Regions from separate parts of the Mus musculus genome. Here regions 1 and 3 are each linked to region 2. The links are chromatin contacts, called in public HiCAR-type and HiChIP or PLAC-seq maps. All regions are on one chromosome and are shown on one strand. Each heading gives the region's core, a stretch centred on a gene start, on an enhancer-like site or on the middle of the called end of the contact. The rest is flanking DNA. Distances are from core to core; before and after follow the strand shown.

Region 1 (4,913 bases), core at 1,029-3,528, 420 kb after region 2:
CAGGTTGCAGGCTCCTCCCTGCTAACGTTCGTTGCTCAAGCATTTTCTTGCCATAAATAATTTGAAAGTAGTCCCTTTATCTCTAATGATGAACTTTGGAGAAGGAGAACTCACTGCAGCTATGGAGTGTTACTTGTTGAGGTTGTTGGACATGCTATCCCTAAGACTGAATTTGGGTGGCCTTTAGGCAGCATCACAGGCATAATGGAACGCAGTCACACGGTGCACAGACTTCATTGGGTGACGAACTTTTTATGTGGCCATAATTAACCCCACACTCAGAAGGCCGAAAGCAAAGCAAAAGAAGTACGATATAAAAGAATACAAGGAGTCCGTTTCCCTGGAATATCACCTTAAATGCTTAAAAAAACAATGTATAGACACCAGCAAGGAACTAGTTTTACAAGTTTGACACCTCAGTTTGCCAAGTAGAGTCTTCCTCTTGATGTGTAGTGGAAAAAATCACCTTGTTGAGTTCTGCCTTCCACCCCCCTTCTGTGGCCATGCATACCCCACCCCACCCCAGACTGGAGCATCAGAAACAGTATCATGGAAGGCCAGCATGTGTGACTGAAGCATTTAAACAGCGCCCTTGGGTCTGAGCTCATCTCTTCCAGCTCTGTCGAGCTCTGCGATCTTCCCCATCCCCAGGCTAGCGTCATCCTCTGGTTTAGCTGTTGTCTAATCCTTGTGGACTTTCTAGGATTTCTTTCTGGTAAAAGTAATTTTCTGACCCCAGGTTTGGTATGTGTTATCACTAACTCTGTGAATAAGTAAATGAGTGATCACTGCTAAACAACTGCAGTTATAGAATTATGTTGTATGTATGTACATAAGGAGAGTGTATTTTGTTCCTTTTCTTAATAAAAAGTTACATATGGACACGTGTTTGCCAAAATTACTTTGAAATTTTTTTTAAATTACATTATGGGGGCGGGGGGGGGGTCAGTAGAATGTTTGCCTAACATGCAGGAGGTTTTAGGTTTGTTCCCCACTCACAAACTGCAGGGTGGGGTGCACATGGCTCTAATCCCAGTGTATAGAAGGGGAGTAGGGTAACTCAAGGTCATGCCTAACTACATGGAGATGTTGAGGCTAGCCTGAGCTACATGATATACCCTACCGTGTGTGAGTCAAGCTTTCAGAGGTGATGGTGATGGGCCGCACAGGCCTTGGTGCTCCCCCTGAGACTGCTCAGAGTACTGCAGACTTTCTGGGGAAGTTTCCAGTTTTGAGAAACCCTGGTAAATCGTTTCATGGTGGGGGGGGGGGGGAGGATTAATCTGTCTGCAATCAACAAAAAAATCTTTTTGTGTATTTGAACTTGTTTCCTGGGTTTTGGTCACACTGGTTTAAAAGGACAAGGACAACTTGGTTGAAACAAAATGAGCCGTAGGAAAAGTAGTAAAGGAAGGCGCTGCTGCCCTCCAGGGTCAGAGCAGGCCAGGCTTCTGTCTCGGCTGTGGAGGAGAAAGAAGCGCTAAGGGCCAGACCTAAAAAGTACGTCCAGAACTCTACCAAGCGGGATGTTAGGGTTAAGAAGTTGGGGTGGGCTGTAAAACAAGGTCTCTCCACCTGTCATCTGATAAAGTTCAAATGTGCCAGGCTTCATGTGCCTGCGGTGTATGTACTCAGCTTAGGGCTTAAAATCAACCTCTCCCTGCAGTGCTTTCATTGCTAGGGTATACTTTAGTAGGGCTCAGAAGTAATATTTCTTTGTGTTCTCAAAACAGGAAAACATGAGGTACACTGATAAGGTAAGAAATTGCCCTTTCCTTGGTTAATGCCCCTGAGAATTAAAGGGATCAAGATGGGGATCATGCTGACACATTTGTCACATCTCCTGTCACATTTAAGATGGCAGCTGCTCCTGTCCAGTGAGGTCAGGCCTACAGATCACAAGTGGCAGCTTTGTGGGTACTCTCTGGACTGACAGCCAGAGGCCATGGCAGAGGGTGGGGTGGGGGAGTGGAGTACTGGTCATGTCCACAAACAGCAAACTTCGGAAGGTTCAGTTGGAAAAGGGTGGCTCTGCTGCAGCGTGTGCTGTCTGCTCTTTCCTCTCGCTTCATTAGGCGTCCCCTCCTTCACGGTTTTTGTTTCAGAAGAGAAGAGATGGGAGGCAGCTGAGCATGATGCCCTTTCCACAGTGCCTTGGATAGCCACAGAAACTGTCCTGTGCCCTCAGCCAGGAAAAGCAGGGCAGTCAGTAACAGCGAAGACAAGAGCCAGGATCTGTCCACTATGCTGGAAAGCCTTGATGATTGGCAGAATCCAAGAGAGGAGGAGGCTTAGCGGTGTACAGACTGTACAAACTGGGACATGTTGACCAGTCTCAACTGTACAAGTAAATATTAGCAGTAGATCGTCTGAGAGACTCCTGTCGGTTTCATTAAAAGGAAGTGTTTGAGAAATGCCCCTGAGTGTTTGCCTGTCCTATCTTTCTTTTTTCCTTTTGGGTTCAGAAGAGAGGTGGTTTGGGAGGGAGCTTATAGGTTGAAAAAAATCAACTAAGAGGACCTCTAGATTGTTAGGGCAAGGAGCCAGGTCAGCGACTACTCCGGAAGAGAATGGAGCCTTAGAGCTAACTTGTGGGCTGTGATAAACTGTGAGTCACTGTTAGAACAGTGCCTGAGCAGGGCCATGGTCCTTTGGGAGTTCCTGGCATTTAGATCTTTTCTGTGTCTTTGGCATACTCATGAGGTTAACCTCAAAATACCCTGGCCCTAACTCTGGCCTACCCCTCTGGGTGTCACTTGCCTACTAGTGCACAAAAGATTAAGGGGAAAAAAAAAACCAAAAAACAAAACAAAACAAAACATCCTGGTAACTGTGGATGTAATCCAGAAATGAAGTTTGTTTTTAGAATTCAGGCATGATGGTGGTATGGAGAAAAGAATCTGGCACTGAAGAGAGAAAAGATGGAGTCAGGGCCTGAGCCAAAGAGAGGAAGTCTGCAGTCTATCACGTAGTACGGTGAGTTTCCTATAAATGAGGTGAAGATGTCATATGACTGCTGAGGTGGAGGCAGAGATGGGCCAGCTCTGCAGGGCAGACCTTTCCCTTTCCCTACTTCAAGCTGGTACGTAGGGTTCTCTTGCCCTGAGAAAATGTAGCTGTTGGTAATGTGGCCGAGAGATGTGTCACATTCACGCCCATCAGCTCCATCCTTCACTGGGTGAGAGGGGAAGCACCACCTCTCTGTGCAGACCCGAGCTGGATTCTAGCGCTTGGTTTTATCTCTTGGTGGTGTTTTCACACCCAACTGGCATGGTATCTTTCATTGGTGATGGTCACATATCTTTACACTCCAGGCAGAAGTAAGAAGGGTGTTAGATGGTGACAAATTTGTAAACATTGCACAGCAAGGAACATGGTCCTCTCAGGCGCTGGCCCTGCGGTCCTCCACTCCTTCCAGCATCTCCTCTTTCCCCCTCTACTGGCGGAATGCTGCAGGTGCTGATGAGAGCAGGGGATGCTGCCCAATTATACAGGAGAAGGAGCTAATGTCCCTGCTCAGGTGGAGAATTTTAAGCCAAAGCAAAACACTAGGGCCTGAACCAGCTTACACAAAAGCATTTTTATTGACAGTGTACAATTTTCCAAAATAGACTTTATAAGAAAATGCAATAGTTAACTATAATCTCTCAATAAATTCCAGTGTACTTTAGACCCCTGTCCACTACAACATACACTCCCCCAATCTCCTGGGCAAGCTGGTTGACATTCACAAACAGAAAGGCCCCCACAAAACAGTGATCCTGGCCAGTGGTGGGTTTGCGGCAGACCGAGGGAAGCATCAGACACCTGACGGTGACACAGGCTGTTCTACACAGGGCTTCTCCCCCTCTGCCTTCATCTATGCAGTCCCTTTGAGCCTCATTCTGCTGGACATTCCTCAAGGAGTTTTCAAAATTAATTCCTGACAGGAAAACAAAAACAAAAACCCAAGCCCCTAGAATGCTTATTTACACCTCGGACCACATGATTCCAGAGCCCCAAATATGGCTGCTATTGTCCCTTGTGTTCTCCCAGCCCCTCCAGGGTCATCGTGAGGAAGGCTGGCGGTCTCCTATAACCTTGTACCTAGAAGTTGCAGTCCTTAATTCCCTGTTCTTGAGAAACACGCAGCACAGGGTGGGCAGTGTGGGATGCGTGTTTTCCTCTTGTCCCTGTCCCTGGGGAGACTCTTTGTGTCTTCAGATGTGATTTCCTGTAGGGAGACTAGACTGTATCTCCAAACCTTTCCCCGTGACCATCACAGACCATTCTCAACTCCAGCCTGAACTGCAGTAGGACTGCGACTTGGCAGGGGAGGTGTAAATCCACTATCTCCAAGGCAAATACGTTTGTTACCAGCCTGTCTTGTTACTTTCTTCATTTTTAAAAAAGTCATCTCTACTAAATAGACATTTACATTCTTGTTCAGAAGTGGGGAGGGAGGCTTAGCTATCTCTCATAGCTATCAAATCTTTACCCCAAGTTTACTCTCTGAAAGTAGTACAAGGTAAATAAACATGTGGCTCTTGTATTTACATTGTCAAAAATATGCATAGATCTTGTCAACTTCAACTTACTCTCCAAAGTTTCACCAGTGTATTGTCCAAAAAATAGGCAAAGACCAATAGAACTCAAACACTGATAGAGTGGGCTGGCTCACTCTATCAGGGAAGATAGAAGTGAGTGTCCTAGATGAGTCTGGGTCCTTTTCTGCCGGGCAGACTGCTCAGTGCCCCATGCTCACCTGCCTCTCTTGACATGCACGTGGGAGCACAAGAGCTGCTGGGTGTGCTCAGGCACAGCCATCGGGCCCTTGGGGTTTGCAGCTAGGGGAGAACCATTTGCCACTGAAATGAAGAGCTCTGGTTTCTCTTTGGTACAGCTGGCTCTAAAGTTCCCTTCCTCTCCCTTTT
Region 2 (4,292 bases), core at 53-2,552:
GGCAGTGCCATCCACACCACAGAAGTAGCTCCCGCCCACTCCAGCTCCATTTCTGAGAGGGGTGGGTGCTGGATGAAGACATCTGCTCCAATTTATTTGTGAATGCCACTTTTGAAAAAGTTTTCTCTTTCAATTTCACACTTAAAGACACTGCCTAATTCTGTAAAGCACACTCGAGGAGCCGTCCACTATGTCTGCCTGTCCACCCATCATCTCTTTGAAAAAGAAAATCTCTAGCAGCAATCTCTCAAAGTTACTCTGTGCTGCACAGCTCCACAAAACCTAGTGTTCGTGCTGGTGGATCTGGGACAGAAGGGCCGTCCTGAGCTGGGGCAGGTTTTGAGAAGATGCCCTGTGGTCCATGCTCCACCAAAGCCTCTGACTGCCTGTGTGCCCTGCCTACCCAGTCTGCTTCCTCCTTAAGCCTGAAAGCTTCGGGAAGAAGGGTGAAGGTCTGTGGTGATCTTGTTTGAACATGGTGGATGCTGAAAGAAGGAAAAGGAAGGAGAAAGGAAGGAAATGGGAAGAGAGAAAAATGGTGAAAGGAAGGGAGGGAGGGAGGGAGGGAGGGAGGGAGTATGGGGGGCAGCCACTGCTGGCTTTTGTAATCAGCACTTCACCTGTTTCCTCTCATACTCTCATGCGCACCGTTTATACTTCTGGTAAATACGACTGTGTGAACCCACGTAAGACGCCAGGACCCTTAACAACAACCTCCCCTGTGGCAGAGGTGGAGGCATAGGCACTGGGGAGATTCTCTCCTGACCGTGTCATCAGCCGCAGCAGGCAGAGGTTCCACTACCCTCTCCCACAAGCTCTGTGATCACAGGTCTATGCTCAGTTAAAAACTGTGACAAATATTCTACATTTCCCTTTCTTTACACAGTGTGTCTCATGAGCATGGAGCCTACAATGTGTATAAAATTTTACAAACTAGGACTTCTTAAGCAATTTCTTTGTATTCTTACCACCCACACGCACAAAAATTAGTAAAAGGATATATTCAGTTTATACAGCTACTTATGAGCAGGGGAATGGAGAGCAACTTCACACAGGAGAGCCAGGAAGGCAGGTCATGTCACCAGGGTAGGATGCTCAGGACACTCAGAGCTCCCAGGTCCAGATGCAATGGAATGTTTGCTTCTTCATCATATGACTTATTCCACAACGTCACAAACAGGTCACCCGTGCCAGCAAAGATTATCAAGTCCAGCTGCCCATTCAGATGGCAGCCCCAGAGCAGAGGTCTGAGTGCCTGTGCCGGTCTCCTGGCTTCTTGCCCTTGTGTTCTTTTCCATTCATTCACTGGCCGTCACCACGCACAACTCATCACAGCGATTCAGATTGTGGGTCAGAAGCAGCTCACCAAGGTCTGAAAGGTGTGCTGTCGCCACAAGGGTTGCCGGGTCAGACTGTGGTCTTGAGGGCAAATGACAAGGGCTACAGAGAATGGCAGTGACTCGCCCGCAGCTGCAGGAAGTACATGGCCAAGGAACCTCTCAGAGACAAAGAAAAGAATGTTCCTGTGTTGAGGCAGCTCACCCAGAACAGTTACTGACATGACCCTGACCTACTGCCACGAGCTGATTCACCGTATACAACAACCACCTAACACCTAGTGGAAGAGCCAGACGCGCATTTCTCCCATCTGGGGAACTGTCTGAATCAACAGGCAGGATGGACACTTTTGCTCACCATCAGACTGTGTCTTCCATTCAAATCCCATCACGCTAACCTTAGAAATGCAGCTCCCACGCTGCAGAAAGCCTTCTCCCCAAAGTGTTTCTCCGTGAACCTATCCACATGTGATTAGTGCAGGGACACTGATCTCTCTGGCAAGGTCCTGCTGACAAAGGTGATTTGTCACTCTCTGCTTTGTCTTCAGATGGTGGACGACTCATAGCGTCTGGAAACGCACACTGTTTACTTGTGTGGTGAAGCTTTTCCATAAGCACAGGAAGCTAACTGCACAGCACCTGCACACACAGGGAGGCACCAACTCAGTTAGCCCACCTCCTTCTCCCCTGAGTCACCACAGCGCCACCTACCCATTGGTGGGATCATGCATTACAGAACTGAACTCCCTCAGCATCCCACAATGACAGCTCTCTGATCTAATCCCAGCACCCCTGACTGTCAAAGGTCTTCAGAGAAAAGCACATTTGCTCTGGTCACTGCCTGGTCTCTTTAATATTAAAAAAAAATCCTTCATATTTAATCGCATAAACTTAAGTGCTTTTAAATCTCTGCCAGATCCCCTGGAGATATATGGCTTATTAATACTGAGCAAGTATGTGCTTGAGAGACAGGGGGCTAGGCCCTGTCACTGTTTACTGACTCTGGGTAGTGACAGGCAAACAGCTTAAGGATCACTTTTAAATTAATGTTTTAATTAAAGCAAACCCCCGTGAATCAGATCATCTGGATCAATTTTGTGGAGCACAAGGGGCAGCCAGGAGCTAGGGAGTGTAACAGGTACTAATCCATACAGACAGACCGAGGGACTGTCCGTTACCTGTACCGAGGGTGTTTCTTAGCTGGATTCAAGGTAGACACACTGAAATACGAGTTTAAAATGTCCGAACGCCTGATGCTGCAGGACCTGGTCAACGCCTGTAAGAACAGCCACACATGGGCGAGAGAACATGGCTCTTAGGAACGGATCTTATGCATTCAAGTGCCGGTCCACCCTCTGTGCACTGCTGTTTCTATTTCTCCTGCTTTGAGTAAAGAATGGGAGTTACTGCAGGTGATGTTGGCACTCAGTGAACAAGAGCTAGCTAACCAGATACTGTAATGAAGCATGGTGACTTTCCCCACGGTGTATTTCAATTGACAGTGAGAACTGATATAGTGGTTCCATTTCCCAAGACTCTTGGAGAGGCACTAACATCAATGGCTAACCTTCGCATCACCCTAGGGCTTGCAAACGTTTCTCTCCTCATCTCTAGACGCTCCTATGCTCCTCACTCCTCCTCTGTATGTCACACTACAGCAAAGAGACAACACACTAACCGACTAGAAGGACACACAACAGATAACAGATAAGCACCGTATGACACACAAGTCTCAACAGAAGCGTTCTGTAACATTCGGGATGCTGTCTGCATGTCGGTCACTCCCATACCTAGGCACACCTGTATCCTCAGCGGCTTCTCAGACGCATCTCACGCTCCACAGGCCTGAAACACAATCCCTGTTTTCCTCCCACTTTCCATAAATGAGATAATGAAAAACTGTGATGAAGTCACATGCAGAACAGCAAAGCAACACAGAGGAAGACACGGTTGCCATCTCCATCAGCCGTACGAGTTTTACAAATGCAACACAGGAGAAAAACTCAAGCTGCAAAGAAGACCACATACAATGTTGGGCCACACTGTCACGTCTTCAAGTGCTTCTACCAATGCCAACTTATGTGGTGATAAAAACCTATGTCTGTTCAGAGCCAGAAAATAATTGTAAATAAAACCGTCTGCAGCGTGTGTGTGTGTGTGTGTGTGTGTGTGTGTGTGTGTGTGTGTGTGTGTGTGTGTGTGCTGATTCTTGGGCTGGGCAGTGACTCCCTGACACCCATCTTCCAAGTGTACTTCACCCATGCCCACCATATACAACCTTTTGTACACATCCCCCACACAAACTGTGCTCAAAGCACCCGATTGCAAATCAGTAAGGACAGCAATCCTTCCTTCAAGAAGACAAGGACATTAATGAATGCACATCAAAGTGGTTGCAGGGTACCATAGCTTTAGCAAGGATGGTCAACTGCCAAGAAGGAAACTGCCAAGGCTCACACCAGAACCTACAACTGACTGAGAACTGCCAGGGCTCACACCAGAACCTACAACTGACTGAGAACTGCCAGGGCTCACACCAGCACCTACAACTGACTGAGAACTGGCTCCTGCCTGCAAGCCTGGTCTTAAGGAGACAAAATTAACAGATGCTCCGTGTTCAGTTAGTGGCCTGGCAGGTGGACGGTCCCACTTTCTCCTGTCCCCAGTGGCTGGCACTACTCTAAAAAGTTGCTGAGAGCCCCAGCTCTGTTGAACATCAATGATTTTAAGCCGTTCTGCCTCCCTCCTCCTGCCTGAGTTGCAGGCAACTTGTTATAGCGCTTCTTACAAGGAACTCTGAAGCAGGGGCGAATGAGCCCAAAGCAACACTAGGCATGATGTGCCTTGTTTATCTGTTTAAACAGGCGTTAAGGAAAGGAAAAGAGGCCTGTGGGTTTCTTGCCCTTCTTATATAAGAGGTGGATCTCTCAGAATGGCCAAGCAGGAGGTAGGTTT
Region 3 (4,333 bases), core at 59-2,558, 360 kb after region 2:
TGTGGATTGATTGGTGATTGCCTGAAATGGTCTCTTAAAGGAAATTGGCTTGAAATTTTGAAAATAGGCTACTATTAATCATATTGCCACCGATCTCTCTCATTCCCTATGTCTTTCTTTTCAGTCAGTTCTGCAGCAAGTTCAGATCCTAACCAACCCCTCTTCTTAAGGTTTTCTATAGTTCCTTCAGTGTTTGTGGGATTAAGTTTAAGCCCTGATCTAGTCACTGCCTGTCTTTTTAAACTTCCTGTCTGGCCACTACCTTTGTGTCCTTATTTTTTATACATTTTCTTTTATTTACTTATTTATCATATAGTTTAACTTCTTTGAATGCAATGTATAGGTCTTCACTGTGTCTTTATGAAAGGTAACCATATTTAGAAATTAGGAAACTAGTGGTTCAAGGACGTTTGAGGTCACACAGCTGTAGAGAGTGGAGATTGAAGCCTGACTTTGGAGTTTATGCCTTTAAAACACTGCTGTCACGCTGTCTCCATATCATTGTTACTCATTTTACTTTGCTTGAACAGCTTTTCTGTGCCTCGTTTACTGTGCCAGAACACAAAGCTACTCTTCCCCCAAGTCTGTGCTGTGTCCCTCAGCCAGGTACTCTTCTGTCCTAGATTGCCTGTTGTGCTTTTGCCTTCATATGGGACTTGGTCTCCTCTGCCCTGTGGTCACTTACATACCCTGTATAGTCACATCCAGATTGTAAGTTTTTCAAGGCTAAGGAACTATTCCAACTTTGTTTTCAGTGGTTTGTAAGTTCAAATCAGTGCTTTAATCTTTTCAAATAGATATTGTTGGAGTGCTAAGAGAAATTGATAGCCAGGATAGCCTATATTCCTTTAAGGGGAATACTGAACAGAAGATGGTTGCTGCTTGAGGAAGATTGTGTTCCTCAGGATATCCACGCATGTCGTTACAGGACTTGTATGTGTGGGCATGGACTTCCAGTAGGCCGGATTCCCTGCTAAGATTGATGCTTTTCCTTTCTTTTCTACACCGTACTTCTTTCCATAGTTCTCCTTAGATAGCTTCATAGTTTAAACCTTTTTATCTTTTATATATTAGTAACACTTTTTGGTATTTGTTTCTGGGTGATTTATCTTTGTGAAACTTAAGTGATTAGGTGATGTAATTAAAATTTTTTGTTATACCTCTTTTATTTGGGTATATCAAAAAATAAGTTTTTACAGAATTCATTTCGCTGTACTATTGCTTCAGTTGGGCCACAAAGCTTCCATGGACAGGAATGACATCTTGGCTTGATTCTGTTGGGATGTTTGCCCTGTGCCAGATTTTATTTTGCTCAGCTATCAATGAGGCTGTTGTGGAAATGTGGGCTTTCTTTGCTGTGAGAGTTTATGCGTACAAAGAGACCTGCTTTTCAGAAAGAACATTGAGAACTCAGAGCCTAAGAGGAAGGGTTATTAAAGTTAATGAACCAGGGTAACCTTATCCAGAGGGTGCCCAGAAGTACTATAAAACAAAAGGTCAATTGCTACTGCTATTTTAGTTATATGGTCCTCCTTCTACAAGCTTCAGAAATTAACAGGGTTAATTGCTGTTATAGTGAGGTCTTGGCATATAATCTTAAGCCAGATGAAAATTCTTTGATTTCTTCTTCCTGTAAAATTATGTGTCTGGACATTACTGTATGTCATTTAGGAAACAATGCTATTTAACTAATGATAATAGATTGTTTTATAGTTACGAAATAAGACAGATTTTTAGTAGTTTAAAATAATTGTTTTATAGTTTTATAGTGCCAAAGGGATTCCAGGTATTGGTTAGCTTGGATTCCAGTTCAGTAATACAGTTGTTACTGTGTCTGGGATTCTTAGAAGCTGAAAGGTAACTGGAGGTTTGTTTTTGTTAATTTTTCCTTTTTAAAAATAGAAATGTTCATTTTTGACAACTTTCAGAATGTTTTTATATAACTTAGATCTGGGGGATTCCCAACAGAGTTTTGTAATAAGATTAACAATCTCCTGCCATTGGTACCAGATACCTCCGAAAAATAGCTTAGGGGGGAAGAAAGTATTTATTTTGGTTCACAGTTTTAGAGGTTTTAGTCCATCATGGTGGCCATGAAGCAGAGGGAGGGAGGGAAGGAAGGAAGGAAGGAAGGAAGGAAGGAAGGAAGGAAGGAAGGAAGGAAGGAAGGGAGGAAGGAAGGAAGGAGGCAACATAGACAGGAAACTAAGAGAAGATACAACCCTTAAGAACACTGCTCCAGGGACCTACTTCTAGCTATACCCACCTCCTACAGTTCCTAGAACCTACTGAATTTGTGCTTCTTAGCCATGACCAAGCCTTTAGGAGTCAGCCTGTAAGGGCTAGAAGTTCAAATCCAAAATCTCTGCTAAGACTCAAGCTTTTAAAGATAGGTAGGTCTCTATAAAATAAGTTAGGTAAACTTCAAACATAAAATGACAAGAGTAAATATTTTCATTTCCAAAATGGAGGAACGGACTTACAGAAATGAAGTTTATAGCCTGTCTCCAGTCTCCAGGGTATGTGAGAGCCCAGTTCTAAGAGGGTTGTCTTCTCACCATTTGATGGTTAAAACTCACAGGGCCTCTCTTTAAGGCTAGCTTTTCTCATTGCCTGCAGCAGTCCTCAGTATAATCTCATGTTCCTGAAACATCTTAACTTCCTGGTGTTCATTTGTATCTTTGGCTTCGTCCCCACAGCTTCATGCATTTCCCTTGCAGGAACTCTATGTACACATTGTCTCACCTCTAAGCCTTTCTTTGAAATCTGAGTAGAAACCTTCATGATTTTGACTCTAGCATTCTATATGTCTGCAAAACCAGCATTAGGTAAACTACACCAAAGTCTGCTGACAGTGTAAGAGGGCTCAGGGTGCCTGGGTAGATCGGCATGGTGAAATCATCTTTGGGAAATAACTTCCTTTGGTGTGAGGTCATAGTGCCCTAGAGGCTCTGATTTCTCAATGAAAAGTCTTCTAATGTGTTTACTCTTTGCAGTGGATGGGCATCTGGCCAATTCCCAACATGTTCCTGTGGCATCTTTCCTATTGTCTCAACCTGGCTTCTTTTGAAATGGCACCAAGCTCTTCAGAAACCATGTCTTCATGTTTCAAACTTGTGTAGTTTTTCTAAACAAACAAAGGTTTTCAAATCTGTCTACACAGTCACATGGTCTTCTGAGCTCCATTGGGATTCCAGCTAAGCTCTCCCTCTGCCATCCTAGTTGTTCTCTAGGCTGTTGCCCTAAACATTTCTAAGCTCTTTCTACAAACCAAGTTCAAGGAACCACATGGCCTTGTTAGTGGCAACAACAGGCCTACTTCTCTGGAATCAGGTTTCTTCATTAGTCAAGGCCTTTTGTCACTGTGACAATACACCTGACAAATTTTAGGGGAGTTTTGTTCAGTGTAGGAAAGGGTTGGCAGAACTACTCACACAGTGGAGGCCAGGAAAGAGGACAGGCTGCCAGGGCAGCATAGTATCTAAAAGGTTACTCTTAGTAACCGACCTCTTACAACTAAGGCCTCCTCCTGAGAGTTCCACCAACTAGGACCAACTTCAAGAAAAGCCTTTGGAAGACATTTCAGTTTTGATCCAGTTAGCACTAGAACTCAACCTTCCTCCAGTGGACTGTTCTTACTCTGAGAGCAGGTGAAGCATTTATGGACATTTTACTTAGAAAAGTTGCTTAAAATTTGAAATAATATGAGAACATGACAAAATCTTAGATGACAGCCCAACTCTAACTAGAAAGAGCTTTCTAGTCAATTTAGATGATAGCTGCCATGTGTATAGTCTTAAAACAGACACTTCAATGGGTGAGTGGCTTGACGGTTTGTAATCAGTAGGTACAACATATTTACAAAGGGGGAGATACTTAACAAAAGGAAAGGCTTTATATAGGGAAGGATCTATGATATAGTGTTGTATAAAGGTTAGACTACACAGGGAAGAAGAATAACATGAGGAGGCATGGACGTTACTAGGAGCCAATGGGGAGGTTCAATGAGACAAATAATTTGTTACAGTAATAAAGTATAAATGCAGTAGACATTTCAGAGTGACAATATATTTATTTCTTAAGGTATTAGATTAATATATTTGTAAAATGTTAGCTCAGTTCTTACAGGACTACTAATGCTGTTTATTCTTAAGATTGAGCTAGTTTTAACCATTGCTTTGGCATTTAGGCGACATCACCTTTAATGTGATCCTCCCCATCGCCTCCTAGTAACGTCCATGCCTTCTCATGTTATTCTTCTTCCCTGTGTATTCTAAGTTTTGATATTTAGAGTTTTGAGTAATGCTGTCAGTCTTTGGTCACTAAAATGCTG

Evidence for each region. HiCAR-type assays count read pairs that join an accessible place to other places. HiChIP or PLAC-seq counts read pairs in DNA pulled down with a chosen protein or histone mark.
Region 1: a contact with region 2 is called in a FOXA1 HiChIP or PLAC-seq map of pancreatic cancer cells. The contact joins two enhancer-like sites.
Region 3: a contact with region 2 is called in a HiCAR-type map of astrocytes, with 3 times the contacts expected there. The contact joins two enhancer-like sites. A contact is called at or near these places in 1 of 15 datasets of contacts at CTCF or cohesin (the NIH/3T3 cell line), 11 of 484 Hi-C or Micro-C datasets (bone marrow-derived macrophages, cerebellar granule neurons, cerebral cortex and 7 more), 12 of 115 datasets of contacts at active chromatin or transcription factors (the NIH/3T3 cell line, astrocytes, bone marrow-derived macrophages and 8 more) and 1 of 9 other capture datasets (embryonic stem cells).

What each region holds. Positions count from the first base shown.
Region 1 is chr6:31,515,928-31,520,840 of GRCm38.p6, forward strand. Podxl (podocalyxin-like) reads right to left here. Exons shown (of 8, transcript NM_013723.3): 8 at 3,566-4,913. It also overlaps a transcript of Mkln1 not described here. Among named protein-coding and RNA genes, the nearest start is that of Podxl, 46 kb to the right of the region's middle. Within about 2 kb of position 2,279, at least 124 of the 459 cell types and tissues checked have an H3K27ac peak or open chromatin away from gene starts, as enhancers often do. A contact at or near this core is called in pancreatic cancer cells, where this site is marked.
Region 2 is chr6:31,098,974-31,103,265 of GRCm38.p6, forward strand. All of the region lies in intron 3 of Lncpint (long non-protein coding RNA, Trp53 induced transcript), which reads right to left. Among named protein-coding and RNA genes, the nearest start is that of Mir29b-1, 38 kb to the left of the region's middle. Within about 2 kb of position 1,303, at least 102 of the 459 cell types and tissues checked have an H3K27ac peak or open chromatin away from gene starts, as enhancers often do. A contact at or near this core is called in astrocytes, oligodendrocyte precursor cells, pancreatic cancer cells and 1 more, where this site is marked.
Region 3 is chr6:31,454,248-31,458,580 of GRCm38.p6, forward strand. The region is part of intron 8 of Mkln1 (muskelin 1, intracellular mediator containing kelch motifs); the gene reads left to right. Among named protein-coding and RNA genes, the nearest start is that of Mkln1, 58 kb to the left of the region's middle. Within about 2 kb of position 1,309, at least 27 of the 459 cell types and tissues checked have an H3K27ac peak or open chromatin away from gene starts, as enhancers often do. A contact at or near this core is called in astrocytes, oligodendrocyte precursor cells and stem cell-derived neural progenitor cells, where this site is marked.